Linked DNA regions of Mus musculus: region 1 is linked to region 2. Evidence: chromatin contacts called from public promoter capture Hi-C data. All regions are on one chromosome and are shown on one strand. The core of a region is the stretch at or near the end of the contact, and the rest is flanking DNA. Distances in the headings are between cores, read along the strand shown.

Region 1 (3,647 bases), core at 781-3,280, 2.6 Mb before region 2:
TTCTCATGAGTTTGAAGCTAACCTGTTCTACAGAGACTCAAACAGGAAAAGGAAAAATAAGAATAAAAAGATACCTAACTCTTGTCACTGAAAGCAAACCCATTATTAACATACCCTGTTGTTACTTCTCTGTAGTCTCTGTGTGCACTCTCCTTTTTTCCTGTCAAATGTACACAGCCCCCTACCAGTCCCCCGCCCCCCCCCCCCAGACAGGGTTTCTCTGTGTAGCCCTGGCTGTTCTGGCATTCACTCTGTAGACCAGGCTGGCCTGGAACTCAGAAATCCGCCTGCCTCTGCTTCCCAAGTGCTGGGATTAAAGGCGTGCGCCACCACGCCCGGCCCCGTACCAGTCTTTAGTCACAGAACTGGGCATTTATTTACTTATTTTGAGACAGGGTCTTATTTGGTAGCCCTGGCTGGCCCAGAACTTGCTCTGTAGATCAGGCTGGCCCTGAATTCAGAGATCCACCTGCCTCTGCCTCCTGAGAGGAATTCAAGGTAAGCTTTAACCACTCCAGGCCTACCTACAAAACCAGGCTTTCTAGAAACATACTTGGCTTAAAGGTGGTATTAAGCTAACTGCAAACTGGCTTACATGCCATTTTTCCCATGTTGAAAAGCCTAATAGGTGAAAAGCCTAATAGGGGCTTATCCTCAGCTGACCTAGGCAGGGTGAAAGGCACAGGAGGGTAAGTAGAAGCTGTTAGCAGAGCCCTCCTGTTTTCAAAAACACCCTGTGGTTCAGGTTGACTGCAAGTGTAATGAGTCAGTAGTATGTCTGCCAAGAACTTTCTTCTCTTTTTCATTTTCTTCTCCTTCCTCCTCTTTCTTCCTTGTTCCCCCCCCCCCCCTCACCATTGCTTCCTCTCCCTTTTTTCTTTCTTTCATTATGTTGCTCAGGTTAACTTCAAATTCTGGGCTCACGTAATCCTCTTGCCTTAGTCCTAGCATCTCCAGAAGCTAGGACTCCCGGCAAGCTACCATACTTAGTGTTCACTGAGAACTTTACTGCACAAATGCAAGGCGCTGTTACAAAGTGGAAGCCATAGTCCTCCTTGATTATGATGGTACTACAAAACTTGGCTTAGTCTTGGATGATACCATCTAAAGGAAATCAAAATCAAATCAGCCAAATGCCTGAGAGAAAGACAAAGATCCTCAGAATTAGGACAGAGGAAAAACAATGGGAGGGATCAAATATCCCCAACTCGGGAAGATCTTGGGCAAAGTCCAAGGTCGAAGAACCAGTAGATCAGTTGCTTTTCCGAGGCTCCCAGGACTAGAATTTGGTCTTTGCGATGAATTCCAGAGCTGCCCAGACTAAGGAATGCAGTGTTCTGGACATAGTGGGTGGGCTGTCTTGTAGTGAAGTACGGTAACGGGTGTCAGTGTATTCAACTACTATTTATTGTTTGCTAGGATCCAGAACTAAGCCTGGAGTCTGTATTGTTTCATTCTATCAATAATATCTCGGATAAATCAACTGTGTGTAGTCAGGTTCCTTGGTTGGTTCCCTGGGTAAGTAGTGAAACTAGGATTTGAACTCATTCTGATAAACCCCAAAGCTGGTCCCTATGATTATCATGGAGTTGAGTTCAAGGTCTTCCAGGGAGACCCTCTGGTTCGTTTGTCTAGGAGTAAGCTGCTAGGAGTAAGGGACACACTCTTCCCACCTTAGGGAAAGCCTCTCGCAGAGTAGGCGTGGTCACCTAAGGTAGGGGCGGGGCAGCCAGGAGTGTGCTGAGGGGAGCAGGCAAAAAGCCAAGAGGTGGTTATTCCTAGGAAATGGATAGGTTGTTAACGTGCATCACCCTCGGAGTTTAGCAGCTCTGGGAGTTCTGTGGTGGGAAGTTCCCCGAGCCCTGTGAGGGGCCCTGAGACAGGACCGCCCGCCAGGGAGCATCGCCGCGGCCGGCTTCTGCGGCGGAGCCCGGGTAAGGAACAGAGCGCCGGTCCCTGGCCGGGCGCGAGCTGGGGGCGGTGCCGGGGCGGCGGGGGCGGGGAGGGCGCGCGCCGAGGCGGCTGCGGCAGTTGCGCGCTAGGATTGCTGCCGTGCGGTGCGGCCGGTGAGTGCGGCGGCACCCGCGGCGGGCGGGAGGGGGCTTGGAGCGGGCGGGCGGCGAGCGAGCAGGCTGGGGAGGATGCGCGGCCCAGCGCGCGACCCAGCGGCCCCCGCCGTCCGCCCGGCGTCCCTTTCCTCAGGGCTCCCTACCCCGGCCCAGATCTGCCCGCGCGCCCGCGGCCTCAGCGCCCCGGCGTGGCGCACGCCCCCGGCCCGGGCGCCCCCGGCCCGCCGCAGCCCCTTCCCCGCGCGGCGGCGACGCCCCCGGCCCACGTCATGCTCGCGCCATTGTTTCCCAGCGTCCGCTAGCTGGGACCCCGCCTTTCTCGCGGAGTGGGCGGGCAGGCGCCGCTCTCGGTTCCCCTGGTCTCTCTGGGCTGGCAGCCTGGCCTCAGTTCTCGTGAGGCGGGTGCGGGGCTCCCCTCATGGGCTGCGAGCCTGGCAGGGTTTGGATCTGCCCGCGGAATGGCCCACGAGCCAGTTTTGTGGTGCGCAGTACTTCCTGGAAAGCTCACATCAATTGCAAGTCTCGCCTAAAGACGTTTGGAGGCGGTTTGTCCCTCGCCTTTTTTTTTCTGGGGCCCCCGAAGCCCTGCAGGGCGAGATGCAGAAGTGGGGCCTGTTACAAGAACAGCGTTTTGAGCGGTTGGCTTTGCCTGGCCGCAGCCTTTAAAAGCATTAGATGAAGGTTTGTGTCGGATTTGTTTCACAGCCTCGGTAGTCGAGGGCTGTGCTCTAATAGAGCACTCTGAAATGACTAGTCACTCAACACGGTTGCGTGTTCCCCACCACTTCTCTGCGCCCCCCCCCCCCCCGCACATTGTTTCATAATGACCGTAGACCTATAATTTTTCTTAAGGGATGCAAATTCCTTTGGCCGTCATGTGTAGGGGGAGGATGTTAAAACGGTGCCATTTATCGTAGACGTAGTGAGTACAGAAAGACTTCAGGTCTTTCACATAGTCACCTTAGCATTTTCCATCAATGGCTAAGAATGTAAGAGAAGACATCAGGGCTTAGAGGTTCAGTTTAACAAACCAGCTGGTTAAAAATTGCAATAAAATCGTTGCGGGTGCTCGTAGTGGCAAGGTGGTTATGCTGGGCTGTTGATACAAGGATTGATGCTTCCCGGCTTGCTTCCGAAGAGCATTTCCATTACAATATGAACCTGTTTGTAGGCCTCGAACAGGCTCTGTACCCTAGTGGCCTCGAACTTGGGATCTTTCTCTTCCAGGTCCCTAACAGATATTAATAGGCTTGTTCCACCATGCCTGAGCTTGAAAAACTGGTTTAAGCTTCACTCTTACCAAAAAAATGAACAAAAAGCCAAATTCAGTACTATTGGTTGTTGCATTATTCTCAGCCAGCATTAATCTGTAAAATAAGATGCCCTTCAAGGTTCTGTCGTATGAAACAGTACAGTCATCAGAAGCGTTTGGTAAATATGAGTACTCAGAGTGCCTGCTGGCCTTACTAGATGACATACGTCTTCCTGAAGAGAGCCAGGTTATGGGGGACTCAGCTGTATGAGGAAATTGGTGTCTCAAACATGGTATTTAGAAAAAGTTGATGTTTATGTTACTGC
Region 2 (3,143 bases), core at 179-2,678:
TGATATCAGACAGACAGACAGACAGGCAGGCAGGCAGGCAGGCAGAAGAAAAGCGAGAAGAGGAAAAAAAGAAAAGAACTCACTATGTAGACCAGGCTGCATTTGGCTTTTTGAGACAGAGTTTCTTTGTGTAGCCCTGGCTGTCCTGGAACTCACCTTGTAGACCAGGCTGGCCTTGAACTCAGAAATCCGCCTGCCTCTGCCTCCTGAGTGCTGGGATTAAAGGCATGCGCCACCATGCCAGGCCTGCCTTTACCTTTGAGCCACTCATCTGATACTCAATTCCTAGCTCCACCATACACTGGCTAAGCGTGACCACAGGTAACCTCAACTCTTTTAAATTTCACTTCCTTTTTAAAAAGACCGAGGAGCTGGACCCAGCTCAAAGGCAGACACAGATCTATGAAGCTTGAGGCCAGTTTGGTCTACACTGTGAGTTCCAGGACAGTCAGAGCTTCAGAGACCTTGTCTAAAAAGAAACCAATAACAGTAAGTACCAAGGAATACCTACTGCTCAGGGTCAGTGTGGGTTCAACAAAAAGGAAATTCTTGAGACTTCTTAGGGATCGCAAAGTGCCTGTTTGCTATTCGCACCGCACACTCAGGCCCTTTGATTCCTTAGTCCCTTTTCTTGGAATCTCAACGTGAGGATCTAAGGAGCTCTCAAACGTCCCGTCCCGTTTGAGGAGAAGCAGCTAGGATTGGGCTCTGGCTCCCAGCAGAGGCGGTCCCCGGCAGACGGAGCCCAATGAGTGAGTGCAGTTGTAACTCAGCGTGTGCTGTCAAGAACGCAGCAGCAACCGGATGCTGGCTGAAGGGATACACTATTGTTTTCCCGGGTCAGAGCCCTGGGCGCACCCTCATATCCCAGTCTCCCGGGGTTTCTCTTTGCTGGTGCCTGGAAGTGGGGGTAGATGTGAAGTTAGACCGAGTTGTGAGTGGCGGTAGCCAGTGTCTTCCTCACTTCTTTCGATGCGATTTCCCCAGTGAACCATTTGCTAAGCGCCAGACCAAAGTCCTAGGCTTGCACACAATTCCTACTTGGAATCACGTTATCCTGCTCTTAAAGAAAAGTCACCCATCAGCCCACAGCAAAGAGGATAAGGAGAAAAAGAGGGGAGGAGAGAGCGAGAAGCTAGAGGCAGAGGGAACAGCAGATTGCGCCTAGCCAATGGAAAAGGCAGGACAAGGTGGCACCAAATTCTCTTTGGCCAATGACAAGACGGGCTTCACAGGAGGCACATTAGCATTTATCCCCAGGCAGGGGGTTGGAGCAGCGCGCCCTGTTGATGCCTTCAGCATCCCGGCGCCTCCAAGGTCTACTCTGGAATCTACTTGGCTTTCTTTCCCGTTCTTGGTCCCGCCCTCTCTCTCTCCCTCCCTCCCTCCCTCCCTCCCTTCCTCCCTCCCTCCCTCCCTCCCTCCCTCACCTCCACGCCTGGCTTCCTTGGCTAGCTATCTCTGCGCTCTTTACCCTTTGCTGGCAGCCGATAAAAGGGGGCTGAGGAAATACTGAACACGGTCATCCCATCGCCTGCTCTACCCTTTAAAATCCCAGCCCAGGGAGATCTGTGCACAGCCAGACCGGGCTGAACACCCATCCCGAGAGTCAGGAGGGCAGGTTTCCAAGCGCAGTTCCGCCACTCGCCTACACCAACGGGCTCCGGAACCGAAGTCCACGCTCGATCTCAGCACTGGGAAAGTGAGGCGAGCAACTGACTATCATCATGCCGGCCCACATGCTCCAAGAGGTGAGCTTCCAGAAGCGGCCCTCGCTCCTTGCACTGGCCACGCAGCTAGGTGACTGGTCCCGGGAGGAGAAAGTTGAGAGTTCTCCGGACTACTGGGCTTTCTCGAATTCTGACGTGACCGGTTGGTTGAGAGGTGTAGATTGTAATTTGGGCAGATGAGTCCCAACTTTCGTGCCTTTAGCTTTAAAGCAGCGGTTCTCAATTTTCAAGATGCTGCGATCCTTTATTTACTACAGTTTTTCATGTTGTGGTGACCCCCTCCCCCCCAACCATAAAATGATTTCGTTGCTACTTCATAACTTTAATTTTGGTACTGTTTTGAATCGTAATGTAAATATCTGTTTTCCGATGGTCTTGGGCTGCCCCTCTGAAAGGGACATTTGACCCCCAAAGGGGCTGAGCGTGAGACACAGGTTAAGAACCGCTGCTTTAAAGAAAAGCCCGTCCTACCGATACTTGTATAACTTACACGGGGATCCCTTTGTGTGTTACTGAGGCTATAAATGTTTCATTCTTCTTTCCTATTTCTCTCTCTCTCTCTCTCTCACACACACAACACACAGAGAGAGACAGAGAGAGAGAGCCCCACAGATCGGCCTCCCCCGACTGAATTTTTTCTTTGCAGATCTCCAGTTCTTACACGACCACCACCACCATCACTGCACCTCCCTCCGGAAATGAACGAGAGAAGGTGAAGACGGTGCCCCTCCACCTGGAAGAAGACATCCGTCCTGAAATGAAAGAAGATATTCACGACCCCACCTATCAGGATGAGGAGGGACCCCCGCCCAAGCTGGAGTACGTCTGGAGGAACATCATTCTCATGGTCCTGCTGCACTTGGGAGGCCTGTACGGGATCATACTGGTTCCCTCCTGCAAGCTCTACACCTGCCTCTTCGGTGAGCAGCGCCCCTTGTCTTGGGCCAGTGCCTCAGATTTCTCTTTGCTCTCTAATAAGGTACCCTCTGACCCAAGGCAGTGGCTGCTCTGTTCAGATTTCCCCAGCCTTTTTTTCTGGTTCCTTGTGGGACTTAACATGAATACTGAGTCCCTGTGCAGGAGACTGGGAGGGGTCTACCTGAGGCAGAGAAGCAACTCTCTCTGAACAAGCTTTTCTGTATGAGACGCTTGCTTAAGCTGTGCATCCTGGCCCCACCTGACCCAAGAGAACCCAGCCCTACCTGAGAGGCATGGGAAATCCCGTGCTAGTCAGGGACAATTGTGGACTACTCTTCAGCCAGGGCAGGGAACAGACCCCGAGGACACTGTACCAGAGCAGTCCTTGAAAAGAAAGGGACAAAAGGCAGTTATTTCCACACAACTATTCTGACTCCAAACTCTTGACTAGACCAAGCTGGTTTGCCTTGGGGAAAGACGATGCAGGTTTCTACA

The links. Promoter capture Hi-C pulls out the DNA fragments that hold promoters and counts their contacts.
Region 1: a contact with region 2 is called in a promoter capture Hi-C map of pre-B cells, with 4 times the contacts expected there. The contact joins the promoter of Nt5c2 here to the promoter of Scd1 in region 2.

Annotation. Positions count from the first base shown.
Region 1 is chr19:46,960,691-46,964,337 of GRCm38.p6, reverse strand. Nt5c2 (5'-nucleotidase, cytosolic II) reads left to right here and starts at 2,030. Exons shown (of 18, transcript NM_029810.5): 1 at 2,030-2,066.
Region 2 is chr19:44,405,994-44,409,136 of GRCm38.p6, reverse strand. Scd1 (stearoyl-Coenzyme A desaturase 1) reads left to right here and starts at 1,428. Exons shown (of 6, transcript NM_009127.4): 1 at 1,428-1,751; 2 at 2,377-2,650. The coding sequence starts at 1,728.